Regions from separate parts of the Mus musculus genome. Here all the other regions are linked to region 1. Evidence: chromatin contacts called from public promoter capture Hi-C data. All regions are on one chromosome and are shown on one strand. The core of a region is the stretch at or near the end of the contact, and the rest is flanking DNA. Distances in the headings are between cores, read along the strand shown. Region 1 holds the start of Hectd2 (HECT domain E3 ubiquitin protein ligase 2). Region 2 holds the start of Ifit1 (interferon-induced protein with tetratricopeptide repeats 1). Region 3 holds the start of Slc35g1 (solute carrier family 35, member G1).

Region 1 (4,538 bases), core at 839-3,338:
TACATCCTGAAAAAGAGTGTCTTTGCAATTCACTTGGTAGCACAAATGTGGATGTGCCTTGAAATGCCATAAGGCAAGTAAGAGTTTTTAACCTTATTCCACTGAACAGAACAAACAATACATTGGCTACAGTTTTAGATACTACTGATGCCAGGAAATTGGCCAGGACTTCACTGTAGTTATTACATGTGGTAATACTTAAAAGGATTACTTTCTTAAAATCTGAAAAACTTGAAATTACTAAGACCTATGTGCTTCAGATAACAAATGTTAGACTTCCAGCCACACTGTATCAGCTTCTGTTAAGTTCCAAACCTTTCTTTCAGTTCCACTGAAATTATATGTAAATAATATTGATAAATAATAGACATTATTTGCTATATATAATATATTCTTCACTATATATAAATAATTTGGGGAAAGGTACTTGCTGTTAGACACTAAACTCATAACATTGCTTCTAAAAGCAGATGTTACATTTTCCCTCTTAATAACCACCTTAGGAAAAAACTGCCAAAGCATGGGGTGACAACCAACACCAGGTCACATGTATATGTGACCTCCATACACATATACCCATACTCACACGTATACACACACTAGACACATACCCAGACTTGAAACAAACAAACTACATTGGCATTAAGAAGTCCTACATAAAAAGCTGTGAAAACCCTGTGCACCAACAGACTACAATATGAATGACAAATTGCTTCAAAGCATCTCCCAAGGTAATTCCTAACTACAGCTGCAATTTACCAATCAGTTGTAGTTATCCTTTTAAAATGTGTGTCATTGCTGTCCAAATCTGCTGTGCTGACTTATGATAAAAGAGTTGTCTTTAACAATTTCCAGTTATTACAGGCTTCAGACATTTTTGAAAAACCTACCAAATCATAACATTATTCTGATACTAATACTTTATAAAGAAGAGTGAGCTATTTTAGTAAGTTCCTAGTCATTTAGGAGGGCGGCTTCTAGAAACTAATTGCAAGTAGAAATTTTTTTAAATGTATAATATTCCCCAAACTTTTACTATTTTGTCACGTACAGATGCGTTGACAAGTCATAATCTTTAAATACTTGAAAGCAAACTTGCCCAAAGTATTTAAATACTATGTCAAATAAAAATGTCAAAACCAGAAGTTAATCATAAAGCAACCAGACTCCCAACCACTAAGTACAAACAGGGGGAAGGGAGAGAGGGGATGATGTCCCATGACATCATTTGGCAGTATGGAGTTTGAAGGCTGAGAGCGCCTTCCAAATTAACCCTTGCAAAATCCAGCTGGGAAATTACCACGCTTATTAAGCTTGGATAGCCGAGTTTTAAAAGAAGAAAAAGCCTCGCTCCTTCAAATCACACGTCAGTACCGTATGAAAAAAATAAAAGCATCCAGGGAGGCAACTGCCTCCCACTACCCGGATAGCAACGGAAAGGTCAGAATTAGGAGGAAACTCCTCTCTGAGACTGTTCAACCCGAGGGGAGAAAGGACCGCAAAAGCGAAGGGAAGCGCTGCCTTGGCGCCCACAGGCAGGTTCTCCCACTCAGGGAAAACCTCCCTGACGCCCAACTGGCACCCATGCTCATCCAACAGAGGATGCCGACCCTCAGCAGAAAGTCGGGAGCCAGACCCCCCGAAAACAAGCAAACACCCAGCATCAGGCAGCGGACCCCACTCCCCGAGCGTGGAAGGCGCGGTTCCCAAGTGATGGCCGTTGCCCTCGAGGCGCAACTTCCCTGTTGTCCCCTCTCCAGGCCGCCTTCAACCCACCGCCCAGGGCGCCCCCCGGCCCCCGCCGCACCTACCGCGGCTGCGCCGGCCGTCACGATGGGCGGCAGCTTCTCGCGCTCCGGTTCTTTCCCCTTCCTCTCCTCCGGGGCGGCCGCGGCTACCGCCGGCGGCGCTCCGGGCGAGAGATCCCGAGCCGCCTCACTCATGTCTGGCCGGGCGGCTGAGGCGCGAGGCGGTGGCGGCGGCGGCAGCGGCGGCCGGACTGCAGCCGGGGCGGGCGCTGCTGCTGCTGCCGCGGCCGCGAGAGGGCTCCTTCCAACCGCCGCCGCCGCGCCGCCCCCGCCCCCGCGCGCGCCCGCGGCCCGTCGCGCGCCCGCGCGTGTGCGCGCGCCCCCGGGCTGGCCGCCAGGCTCCGCCGCCCACCCCCTGCGTGCGCCCGGCTCGCGCCCTCGGCCGCGCTCCGCTCCCGCGGGTCCGCCGGCCGGGGCTCAGACCGCGGCCCCGCGTCACGCGCGGGGACCGCTGAGGAGACGGCGCGGGGCGGGAGCTGGGGGGCGCCTGGTCGCCATGTTGGTCGCGGGCTGTGGTGGGAGGGCGACAGGCCTTGTAAAGGCTGTGACACGGATTCTAACCCTGGCTTTCCCTTCACCTGGAGTGGCAGGTGAGCCGGGGACCTTTGACCCAGCTGGTGGCCTTTGACCTTTAAACTCGCGCTCAGGAAGCGGACTCGGGGTCATGTCTGCCCCCTGATCTTTCCTCCAGTGCCTCCAGCGCCGGGGAGACTGGGAGACCGCTCACCTGAGCATCCTTATGACTAACTCTTTCCCCGTGTCCTCTCCTGGCCTCATCCTACGGGAGAAGCGCTTAGGGTCGGGAGAGGACAATGCGACACCGTGCTCCCCTCCCACACACACTCCAGGGCAGGACGGCCAGGCCACACTTTCCATTTCTGAGCCGCGGTCCCTCATGACTGCCAAGTCCGCCTCTCCCTTCCGTGCCCACGCGCCTACATTTTGCTCTCCCCGCCCCCCGCCGTCCTTCGTTCCCTCTAATCCCTTGTCCCCTTCCGTTTATAAGTTACAGATGGACAGATCCAAACTGCTGAGTAATCCATAATAAACCTCGTAATAAATTCTGGGTAAGAACGTTTAAAAAATTACTTTAAATCGTCATGTTAAAATATCCCCACCTCCACCACCCGACGACGACTTAGACAATTTCCTTTCTCCTCGCCCCCTCCTTTTCCTTTTATCAGTCTGCTGGAATGGCAGAGACACCTGCTGATGGAGGAGAAGGGAGAGAGGAAGTATTCACTGTACCACTTACTAAAAATAGAGAATTTCTCGACATTGAGGTCTTGGGATTTTTAGTTGAGACTTCGTTATTTTATTCATGGTGAAGTGAATTTTCTAATCCAAGAATACTCAGCTCCAAATACAAGAAGCAAGAATATCTCTGAAACAAATTCAGAGGGGATTTGGTGACTGTCATTTTATATAATTCAGAGTCCGCAGAACTAAATAAATAGTTACAGTTCTTCCTGGCATGAGGTTGTTTTTCAAGCCCAGAATTTGTAGCAAGCAATAAAGTGAATCGGATAGTGCCTACTGTATTACTTTGGAAATTATAAAGTTTGCTTCTATTTCTAGGAAGTATTTGTAGTTTTAATATAATTGCTGTCACCATCGTTTCTCTATTAATAACAAAAGGTGTACAATAAGTAGAATAAAGTAGCCAGGTATTTCATAATCTTTAGAGCCAAATGACACAGGCACTACTTTGCAACACCCTTTTCTGTCTCCTTTTTCTTGAATTTTTGTTTTTAGACCTCTCTTCTTAAATCTCCGGACTATCTCATAGACATCTGTTTTCTTTTAGCAGGCCAGCATGCTGAAAACTGGTAACAAACATTGTAAAACCAACCTTTCATTTTAAATACGATTCAAGATGTACCATGCTACTGTGTCTAGACTGGTAGAATAAATTCTGAAATGATGGTGGGTTATCTCTCCTATTGTCTACAACCAAATTTAGTAATTTGCTATTAAAATACTTGGATCAGAAACGAGTTGGATCGCATGCCTTATGCTTTCACTTTTCATGTGTGAGACAAAATAAAAGTGTGTCTGTACATCTAGTCACATTCAATAGAACAAAAATATTTAGATATTGGCAAAAAAACTGGCAAGTCAGAAGTGTTCATTTCTACTGCTCCAGACGAGATAAGGCAATGGAAACAAGCCCATTGGTTTATTCTGCTGGGAGCTCTATATAGGAAAGATAAGCATCATGATGAATTTGTTTCCACTTCCTACTAAATACATGATTCATAATGTACCACTTAAAGTCTCTTTCATACAAGCCCCGGGTAAGGACTGGGAGGTAGATGGGGGTGCTCTTGGTAAGCTAGAATGATAACTCTGGCAGAACTTGTAAGGCAACTGTCACGAAAAACTTTTTGTGTGTACCTACTGGATCTGGGGGTTGAGGGGAGTCAGACAGAGCTCTGGCTGCTATGCATAAAGATGTGCTGAAGACGCTTTTCAGTGACACCAAATGTAATGGTCAAGTGTGGGGACCTTTCTAAGTCCAGATGCAACTGGACTTGATCAATCAGGTTTTTCATCTGATTTAGGAAGGCAAAAGACCTAAAGGGGAACGGGGTGGCATGGGGCAATGAAATGGGATTTAGAGAGATTATATCCAAAGAGGAATGAATGGCAAAGATAAGAGTTGGAAGGCAATGGAAAGTCTAGCTGACAGAGCACCCCTTTAATTACACACAGTAATAATAGTGTACT
Region 2 (4,538 bases), core at 1,421-3,920, 1.9 Mb after region 1:
TTTCTTTCTTCAATATTCATTCCCTCCCTCCAGACCCTGTTGACTGAATGAGCTGGCTTGGTCAGCTGAGCCTGTGGCCCAGTGCTCCTTGGGCTTGTGTCCCTCAATTTACTAGTCCATTCCCATTTCCAGAATACTTTTTCTTTTCTAAGGAAATGTTTCTTTTCTCATCATTTGTGTCTGGTCCAATTCACTGATGCTGGACAAAAATATGTGGGTATTTCAACAGTGCCCCTGGAAAAGTTTGACAGTTATTCCTGGACTCTGGACTCTATCTATATAAACGTTTGATAAGCCAAGCTAGATAGAGACAAAAGGGTAAGAAGTTTCTGATCTTTCTCTCTCTGTCTATGTCTATCTGTCTATGTATATCTGTCTGTCTGTCTGTCTGTCTCTCTCTCTCTCTTTCTGTGTGTGTGTGTGTGTGTCCCTCCCTCTCTGTTTTATCTTCTCTCTCTGACTGTCAGTTGGGAGCACATAGGTCCTTGCCTCCTATAAACAGATAAACAGATAAACACTAATAACCTTGTATTTTGTGTTCTCTGTAGAGCCAGAACACATTAACCTCATACAGCAGGACCAGAGATGGCTAATAGCATAGGTAACCTTTGCTTTATTTGTATGGTCCGAGGCTCCCCCAAGCTCACACAACCAGGGATGGAAATGGTAATAGTCCAAATGACCTCCGTACTATCTGTATGACTTACACCATACCAGATTTTTCCCTGGGCCCTTCAGCTAACGTATGAAGCCTATCTCTGGAATTAATCCTCTTGAGAGAAGTCACATGTACTTTGAATTGAGTTTCAGTGTAATTATACCTCATGATACCTCCGTGTACACAGAGGATTGTATTACACCAGGAAACATTTTGCTATATTTTATTGTGCTGAAATATATTTACAACAAACAGTGCCAGGTTAGATTCTAGAAGTTTGAACCGACATTGGCTAAATTATATTCAACCAGATTTCCTTCTTACTTCATAGAGACCATTGCTCTGTTGGCCACAGCATTCTCAGAGACCCCATCATCTGTCTTTCCCTATTTCTGTGTCTGTGTCTGTGTCTGTGTCTGTCTCTCTCTCTCTCACTCTCTCTCTCATAACCAAATTCATAGTTACTCCTTCTTTTCCAGAGCACTTTAAGATGCTGGACAAGCTTCTGTAGGAATAGATTAATCCTGACCCAGGGGCATCAGATTCAATCTGGCTTTACTTTGCTTTCCCTGGCTACAGCATCCCACAGTTGGAATTAGAGATTGTACCTGCACCTTATGGGAAATAAAGATTTTGTCAGGACAGCTCAGAGGACTCTGAAAACTGGACAGCAGTAGCCCAGGAAGGTCTGCCTTGACTGGGAGGCTCACAAGGATCCTTCTGGGCTCTCTGTCTTGAGGTGGAGGTACATGCACCTATGCATAGCATCTGCTCTACCTTACCAAACTTCTTCTTACCTTCTGGACCAATTGACTTCAGAAGGGCAATAGGAGTAGGGGGCCCACAGGCTCAAGGGATCAGAGGTGACCTGATTCCCTAGGTCTCAGAGGTAGGCAGGAGAGCCTTTTTTCTTGTTAGTTATATGCTCTATTCCTCTGAACAGTTGCAAAACACAGATGTTCCATATCTCCATACTCAGGCTCAGGGTGTGATGTAGTGCCCCATGCACCATCTATTAAATCTGGAACCACTGGTTGGTGGTACTGTATCAATCACATTATCTTCCTGGTGATGTGTGGGGCCCTTGACTCAGGTATAGAACTTTTACCCACCATACCCTAAGCCTCAGTTGTGTGCCCACCGAGTCTCTGGGTCTCTACTTGCTCTACCTTATCAAACTTCCTGACATGGCTTTATATAACATATATTCATATATATTTATTCATATATATTTAGTTTCTTGGCCAAAAGGTTTTAATACCTCTTGTCAGAGAGAATAGAATTGACACATTTTTGTTTCTTAATCCTGGGGGGGGGGGGGGCGCGGGGAGGGAGGGAGGGAGAGAGGGAGGGAGGGAGAGAGAGAGAGAGAGAGAGAGGTGTTGCCCTGGCTATTTGTTTAGCCAGCCAGGGATGGGAATGAATGCGCCTGGAACAGAAAGCTTGAACAGCATTTCAAGAGGTCCATTGAGGGATAGGCTGGAAGATTCTGAGGACATGCTGGAACATTCTAAGGACTATGTCCTCAGAAGATCAGAAGGAGCATACTCTAACCTGCTGCTCACTTTTGGAGCACCAAGTGGGCACTGGTGGTCCTTTATTCCATTCCAGAGGGCCTGTTTGGTAATCATCTTTGTTTGTGAGCCGAGCATGCACTAAATTCTCTCCCAGGTACGTCCTACTACATGCTGTGAGACAGCCTTAAAAATCAAAACAAGCTTCCAGTCACACATCCAGCACCAGGCACACAGCTTAGTGGGGGCATTAAGCAAACTCCCTGGACCCTCAGGACAATTAGCATCCTTGTTCCCCATCAGCAGTAGAAAGAGAAGCTAGAGGCACACTCAGAAACAGCCACTAGCAAACGTCTGTGTCCTGGGTTCCCTCAGAGTGGAGAACAGGGAAATCCTTACCCCATGGTTGCTGTAAAGGTGGTAGCTGTTCTCTGGGTTTTCAGCAGAGCAGAACTCCTCAGAAACCTGCCTTGACTCTCTGCTCTCTTGCAGACTGTCACACCAACTGGAAGCTCAGGTTTTTTTTAAAGGGCTGGGTGAGCTAGGGGGTGTGCTCTTTTCAGTCAGCAGTGAGAAACTGAAACTGAGACTGGAAAGTGAAACTGAAGCCTGCAGTTTATCCAGGGAGACGCACTGTGGGGCACTGTGGGGTTTGCCCTACTGCATTCTCCACTGAAATCGATGAGGAGAAGGCTCTGAAACGGATACAGACATGTCGGATCCAGACTGCTGTCCAGAGAGAGAGAGTGAGACATCCCTGCCACCCAGAGACTCTTATCTGTTAGGTAGGGGCTGATGGAGGTGATACAGATAAAATGGAAAGCAGACTGGCATCTTCAGAAGCAGTGTTGTTCTTTCTTCCAAGCAACTGAAGGTCTGCAGTTCCTCCTTGGAAGTGAGACTTTCCCATGTGGCACTAGGGGGTCTTAGGATGGCAAAGGGAAAGTTTGGGACTGGAAGAGTGAGTTCTCATGCATTGTGGAAGTGGAAGAAGATACTAGCTGGTTTGTTGTGTGTCTATCCTTAGCATCTTCCACAGATGTCATTATTCACCTGCATTGACTGGTCCATAGCTTCCCAGCCTATCCGAAGCCTTAGGAATACAGTCTTTATAAACCAGGACAGTTTCCCATTGCCCAGAGAGCTGTAGAGCCATGCTTTGTGTTAACTTCTCCTGAGGTGACTCTAAAGGGTTCTTTCCACCAATCATAGTCATGTTAACAAGAACCAAACATGGAATCCCTAAAGGGTGATGGTTATTCAGAGCCTTGATGCTATCCCACTAATAGCAAGGCTACTAGATGGGTCAGTGGTTAAGAGCACTCACTGCTCTTCTAGAGGTCTTGAGTTCAGTTCCCAGCAACCACATGGTGGCTCACAAGTATCTGTAATAGGATTAAATGCCCTCTTCTGGTGTGTCTGAAGACAACTACAGTGTGTTCATACACGTAAAATAAATACCATTTTAAGGGCTAATAGCAATCTAGGGAACTACAGACAGTGGGGCTCACACTGTTTCAGGTTGAGGTCAAATACTTTAGTCTGTTGTCTTGGTTAACCTGTAATCTCAGCCTTTATTGCTGTCTAGTTCCTTATCCTGACCTTTGATGTCTAGGTCCTCAAATTCAGCTCATCCTTCTCACCTCCATATATTAAAAATATTGAAAGAAGTTAAACATCTAATCCCATCTCCTTGATATAGTGCTAGCCTCTCCTGAGAGTTATCTTTGACCAGGTAGGTACAGCCCTAACCCCCCCCCCCCATCAGCTGACACCAAGACAGGAGTTGGCCCTCTGGTCACTTTCTCCAGTAAAGTTTAATTTTAGAGAACCTAGAGTTATGTGTCAGTCAGATAACTAGGTATATGTTAGAGAGTTAAAGTGTTTGCTATCAAGCCTGACTCCTGGGTTCAGTCCCCTGACTCCGTGCTGGCAGAGAAGAACTAAATCTAGAGTGTTCTAACATGACTTCACACGAATGTCATAACACCACCCCCACAGACACACTAACAAAAACACAGTTACACACATACACACTCACCCATACACATACCGGCTACACACTTCACTGAAATATAATATTAAAACACTTAAAAATGGACAGGGTTGAAAGGATTGTGTTAATAAGGCTCTTAACTCAAAATTGCCTTTTTCTCTTTTGTTTTTCATTTTTTCTTTCTTTTTGTTTGTTTGTTTGCTTGTTTGTTTGTTTTACATTCTGACTGCTGCCCAGTTCCACCATCACACCCTCCATGGCTATTCCTTCTTCCCTGTCTCCTCTGACAAGGGAAGGCCCCTATGTCCCATGGGTACTACCACCCACCCCCACCCCCAGCCCATCAAGTTGCAGCAGGACTCAGAGCTTC
Region 3 (4,538 bases), core at 1,088-3,587, 1.8 Mb before region 1:
TATATAAGATATATGTATGTGTGTGCATTTATTTATTTATTCATTTATGTATTTAGAGGCAGGATCTCCCTATATGGCCCGGGCGGTCCTAGATCAGGCTGGCCTCCAATTCAGAGTCCCACTTCCCCTCTCTCCAAAGACTTGTGCCACCATGCCCAAATAAAAAAACATACAAATATTTAAGGTTCCTGTTTTCTGATTATGTACAGGCAGGTAACAGAGGGTTGAATCGAAATGGATTGTTAGTGAAGACAAGGAATAGTTCTGTTTGGGCAACCTCAGTTTCTTATTACATGATAATTTCAATTCCCTGTGAAAATGGTGACCAGCAAAGCAGCCCAAAGAGGCATTTTCTCATGTATACCACGCTAACATCCACTGAAAGGTGTATCTAATCACTCTACACAAGTTGAGCGTTTAATGACTCAAATTAAGCAGTCACCAGACAACTTCCAGAAGAGGGTAAAAAAACCTTTTTTTTACTTGGCTTCTCCACACTGCAGTAACCTGGACCTGATTTAGGATCACGGGGGTAACTTAGGTTTGGAACTTTGTAGATGCTAGCTGAAGGCCTGGTACACTATGCCAAGTGCTCACTCCAGCAGGAAAATGGGGTGCACAGGGCTAAGACAACTCTCTCTCTTTAGTACAGACTCTACACTGTACGGGAAACAGCAAACAAGAATCAGCAAACCTCTAAACTGGGTAAGGGTATCCAGTTCCAACCTAAGCTTGAAGGTGAGTTTTGTTAAGAAACCACTAAGATCTAGAGTCTGAAAGCCAGGCATAATGATGGAGGCCCTTAACCCCAGCACTCAAGGAGGCTTAGGCAAGACAACAGAGTGTGAGCCAGCCTAGACTGCACACAGAGTCTAAAATGAGCCAGTCAAAAATCCAATGCCAACTTTTGGCTTATAGTGGCTTGTGCTTTGTTTTCAAAATAACTGTTAGAAACTTGTCTTGAAATTGAAGGGCAAGATTCCTGGGCATTCACGATGTGCTGACATTTTTAGCACGTGCTGCCTGAGTAAGTATGCAGACCCCTTCATTCATGCCCGAATGGAAAACTAAAGAGTTTGCAAGGCCCAGTTCCACATTAGGCCAGAATGACATCCACCCATAGGGTGACTAGAAAAAAAACTGACCTCAGGAGCTCCCGGGTTAGTCAGCCCAACATGGGGTAACCTATCCATGCAAACAAAATCAGAAACCCGAGATCTTTTCTCTTTGCTTTCAGGACAGAAATGTAGCAATACTCATCTCCCCGAGACTTTTCTCTCTTAACTCAGAAAAACACAACTAAGAAGGTAGGAACCTGAGTGGGACAAGAGGCACAGAAGTCGTAGGGCATATTCAGGGGAAGAGACCCCGGAGATTAGATTGAGAAAGGTCTAAAAGATGGGCTTCTTACTGGAAAGCTATTTAGTGGAAAGGGCCCTAGGCAGACAGAGTCTCTGGCAAAAGTAGAGAGCCTTACCTAGTGCTGTCTGGACCTGCCCTACCCAGACCTTGGCAGATGGAGGTGGGGTGAGACCGAATCCCGAACCCCCATCTTCCACGGCCTCTCTTTACTTCTTTGTTAGGGGAATTTGAACGAAAGTTAAGGGTTCTTCACCGAGGCTCCTCGCAAGGTGTACCTCGTTTTAAGCCAGTAGCTAAAAAGTCCCCCTGTCCCCCCAAAGCTTGAGGGTCAGTGGTCCACTGAACTCTTCCTCTCTGCGATGCTGAGATTCCGTGACAAACACTTCCAGAACTCCAGTCTTTCCAACTTGGTTCAGGAAGATCGGTTTACACCCACGATGTGGGTTCCAAGTCGGCTTCCTGCCACCCGCTGCCTGGCCCCTCTCGGTGACCTTTCACCTCTGACTGCCACTGGACTGCGAGGTCCTGTCCCCCACCCCCCCACCCCCCACCCCCCGTCACCAATTTGGGGTTATTAACACTCGGAAACTTTCTGGGTCTCGGCTCAGGCCGGTGCGCAGAGGACCAGACCGACCCCGCCCGCCCGCACTCACCGGGCTCCCCACGCGAGCCGCACGCCCAGGCTCCACACGGCCAGCACCTGCCGCGGCCAGGGGCGCCCTCCGCCTCGACGTCCACGTGCTCCTCGCCGGGGGACGCCGGGTCCGCGAGCTGCAGCTCGGGCTCGCGCAGCTCCACCGCCTCGGCTGCAAGCTCCGCCGCGCTCTCCGGGGGCCCCATCCCGCAGCCCGCGCTCTCCCCGCAGCCGCGCGCCTTCTGGCGCCCGCAGCTGCCGCCCGGCCGCTCGGCTCTTCCGGCCCCCGGCGAGCCGGTGCGTGTGCGCGTGCGCGTGCGCCCGGCTCCGCGCGCTTGTCCTCCGCTGCCCTCCCGCCCCGGGGAGCCCGCCGCCTGCGCTCGCTCGTGCTCTCCGGCTGCGGTGGCTACAGCTGGCGCGGTGACTGTCCCCCACCCCCACCCCAGGGCAGTCGGGCTAGACAGCACACTGGTCCTCCTCTGTCTTTGCACAGACAGGGAGGGACGCTTGGTTCTCAGCCCTGGCGCCTCGGGTCTTGGGGCCTTCTGCTGCTTTAGAAAGACTGTACCTCTGAGCTGGGCGTGGTAGCCCACGCCCTTACTCCCAGCAGTTAGGGACAGAGGCATGTGGGTTTGTGAGTTCAAAGCCAGCTAAGGCTGTATAGTGAGACGCCCTCCCTAAATAAATACATGAATTAAATTAAATTAAATTAAATTAAAAGGGACTGAGTGTCTGTTTACTGATATGGATCACCTCTGTGATGCCCCGAGGACTTCTAAGCATTATGTGAGTTTTTAAACACACTTCGACCTGTCCAAGAATTTAAGGTGTAAACATAAAGATTGAAACATAAAATTGAAAAGGAGGGCTCTTTAAAAATGCAAGGCACCTGGGTGTGGTGGCAAATTGAGTGAAGAGGATCTTTGTGACTTCAAGGCCAGCCTGGTCTACAGAGCGAGTTCCAGGAAAGCCCTGGCAGCACAGAGAAACCCTTTCTCCACAAAACCAAAACCAACCATCCAAACAAACAAAAATTGCAAGGCAAAGGGGGCTGTCTCAACAAACTGAGACAAGTAGCTACCTCAGCTCTGTTAGCTCCAGATTTCAAAGAAAGAGACCGATATTCCAAGTGAAGGGCCTAGGCGGGGTAAATTTTACTCTTGATGAACTAACCAGTACCCCGAGCTCTTGACTCTAGCTGCATATGTATCAGAAGATGGCCTAGTCGGCCATCACTGGAAAGAGAGGCCCATTGGACACGCAAACTTTATATGCCCCAGTACAGGGGAACGCCAGGGCCAAAAAGGGGGAGTGGGTGGGTAGGGGAGTGGGGGTGGGTGGGTATGGGGGACTTTTGGTATAGCATTGGAAATGTAAATGAGCTAAATACCTAATAAAAAATGGAAAAAAAAAAAAGAGGGTGTACTCTGAAGATGGAACTCGTAGACAGGAAATGCATTTATTTTTCATTCCCCCTTAGATGGGACTTCGTCTTTTTCCCCATTGGCTGGGGTCAAACCTCACAGTCTTATTCCATCGCCAGTTTTTTAAGAACTGGCCCTCTTGAAATGAAGGAAGAAGGGGAAAGGGGAAGCTGATCTTTGGTTCTGCAATTCCTGGAATATAGCACTGGGCTTTGTGTAAACAGACATTTTAATGGGTGGTGGGAAAGATGGAAACATTTGCGTATGGGTGAGATAAAAGGACGTTGATTCCTTCTCCTAAACTCGTTTTATAAGTATTTGATAGAAAAGACTCATATTTAATATTTCTTAGAAATTCCTCCTCTTTAAAAAAAAAATACTTTTCCAAACTCACTGAAGTGTTAGCTCTTGCAGAGCAGTGGTGGTACAGGCCTTTAATCCCAGCACTTGGGAGGCAGAGGCAGGCAGATTTCTGAGTTTGAGGCCATCCTGGTCTATAGAGTTCCAAGACTGCCAGGGCTACACAGAGAAACCCTATCTTCAAACAAACTGTTGCGCCCACCTCGGCAAGGAAAACGCAACACTGTCGGATTCTTCTCAACAGCTTTATTGCAGGAACGCCTTGATGCTGCTACGGGAACCCAGGGAGGACTCCTTATATACACCCCAGCACAGGGAAAAGCTTTGTGTCCTCCTGGGATTGGTCAGTCTGCCCGGCACCTTAATTTGCATGCACCCGCAAAGGGGTTGGCGCCAGATTTGGGCTAGCACCTGCAGAGCACAGCCACGGTGTACCGGAAACCCGTGCCATCTTTTGGGCATCGGCTGCCTACAACAAACAAACAATGCCTGCTGTTTTTCTGTCCTATCTTGGAATAAGAAATTGCAATAGTAAGACTAGTCCTCTGGAACAAAAATTAATGATTCCATATATTTCATTAGCATGTTTAAGATGAGCCTGATTGCAAGGGCTGGCTCCTTGGCCAAGAGATTGGCAGAGCCCCATTGAAATGTTAGTTCTGTGCCCAGGCCCAAAATTAAATTCTCTTGACCAGGGATTTCCCCTTAGAGGCCTTCATTGCTACTTTCGCATCCCTAAAGAGGTAACCCTAGATCAT

Evidence for each region. Promoter capture Hi-C pulls out the DNA fragments that hold promoters and counts their contacts.
Region 2: a promoter capture Hi-C map of hippocampal neurons shows a contact between it and region 1, with 3 times the contacts expected there. A contact is called at or near these places in 6 of 39 promoter capture datasets (the 3T3-L1 cell line, the SN4741 cell line, hippocampal neurons and 2 more).
Region 3: a contact with region 1 is called in a promoter capture Hi-C map of pre-B cells, with 4 times the contacts expected there. A contact is called at or near these places in 1 of 39 promoter capture datasets (pre-B cells) and 1 of 9 other capture datasets (liver).

Annotation. Positions count from the first base shown.
Region 1 is chr19:36,552,189-36,556,726 of GRCm38.p6, reverse strand. Hectd2 (HECT domain E3 ubiquitin protein ligase 2) reads right to left here and starts at 2,088. Exons shown (of 21, transcript NM_172637.3): 1 at 1,812-2,088. The coding sequence starts at 1,943. It overlaps Gm41838 (a long non-coding RNA gene), which reads left to right and starts at 2,688. Exons shown (of 2, transcript XR_877830.3): 1 at 2,688-2,875; 2 at 2,993-3,802.
Region 2 is chr19:34,639,021-34,643,558 of GRCm38.p6, reverse strand. Ifit1 (interferon-induced protein with tetratricopeptide repeats 1) reads right to left here and starts at 2,670. Exons shown (of 2, transcript NM_008331.3): 1 at 2,572-2,670. The coding sequence starts at 2,576. It also overlaps a transcript of Ifit1bl1 not described here and a transcript of Ifit1bl2 not described here.
Region 3 is chr19:38,393,779-38,398,316 of GRCm38.p6, reverse strand. It overlaps Slc35g1 (solute carrier family 35, member G1), which reads right to left and starts at 2,337. Exons shown (of 3, transcript NM_175507.3): 1 at 2,016-2,337. The coding sequence starts at 2,202.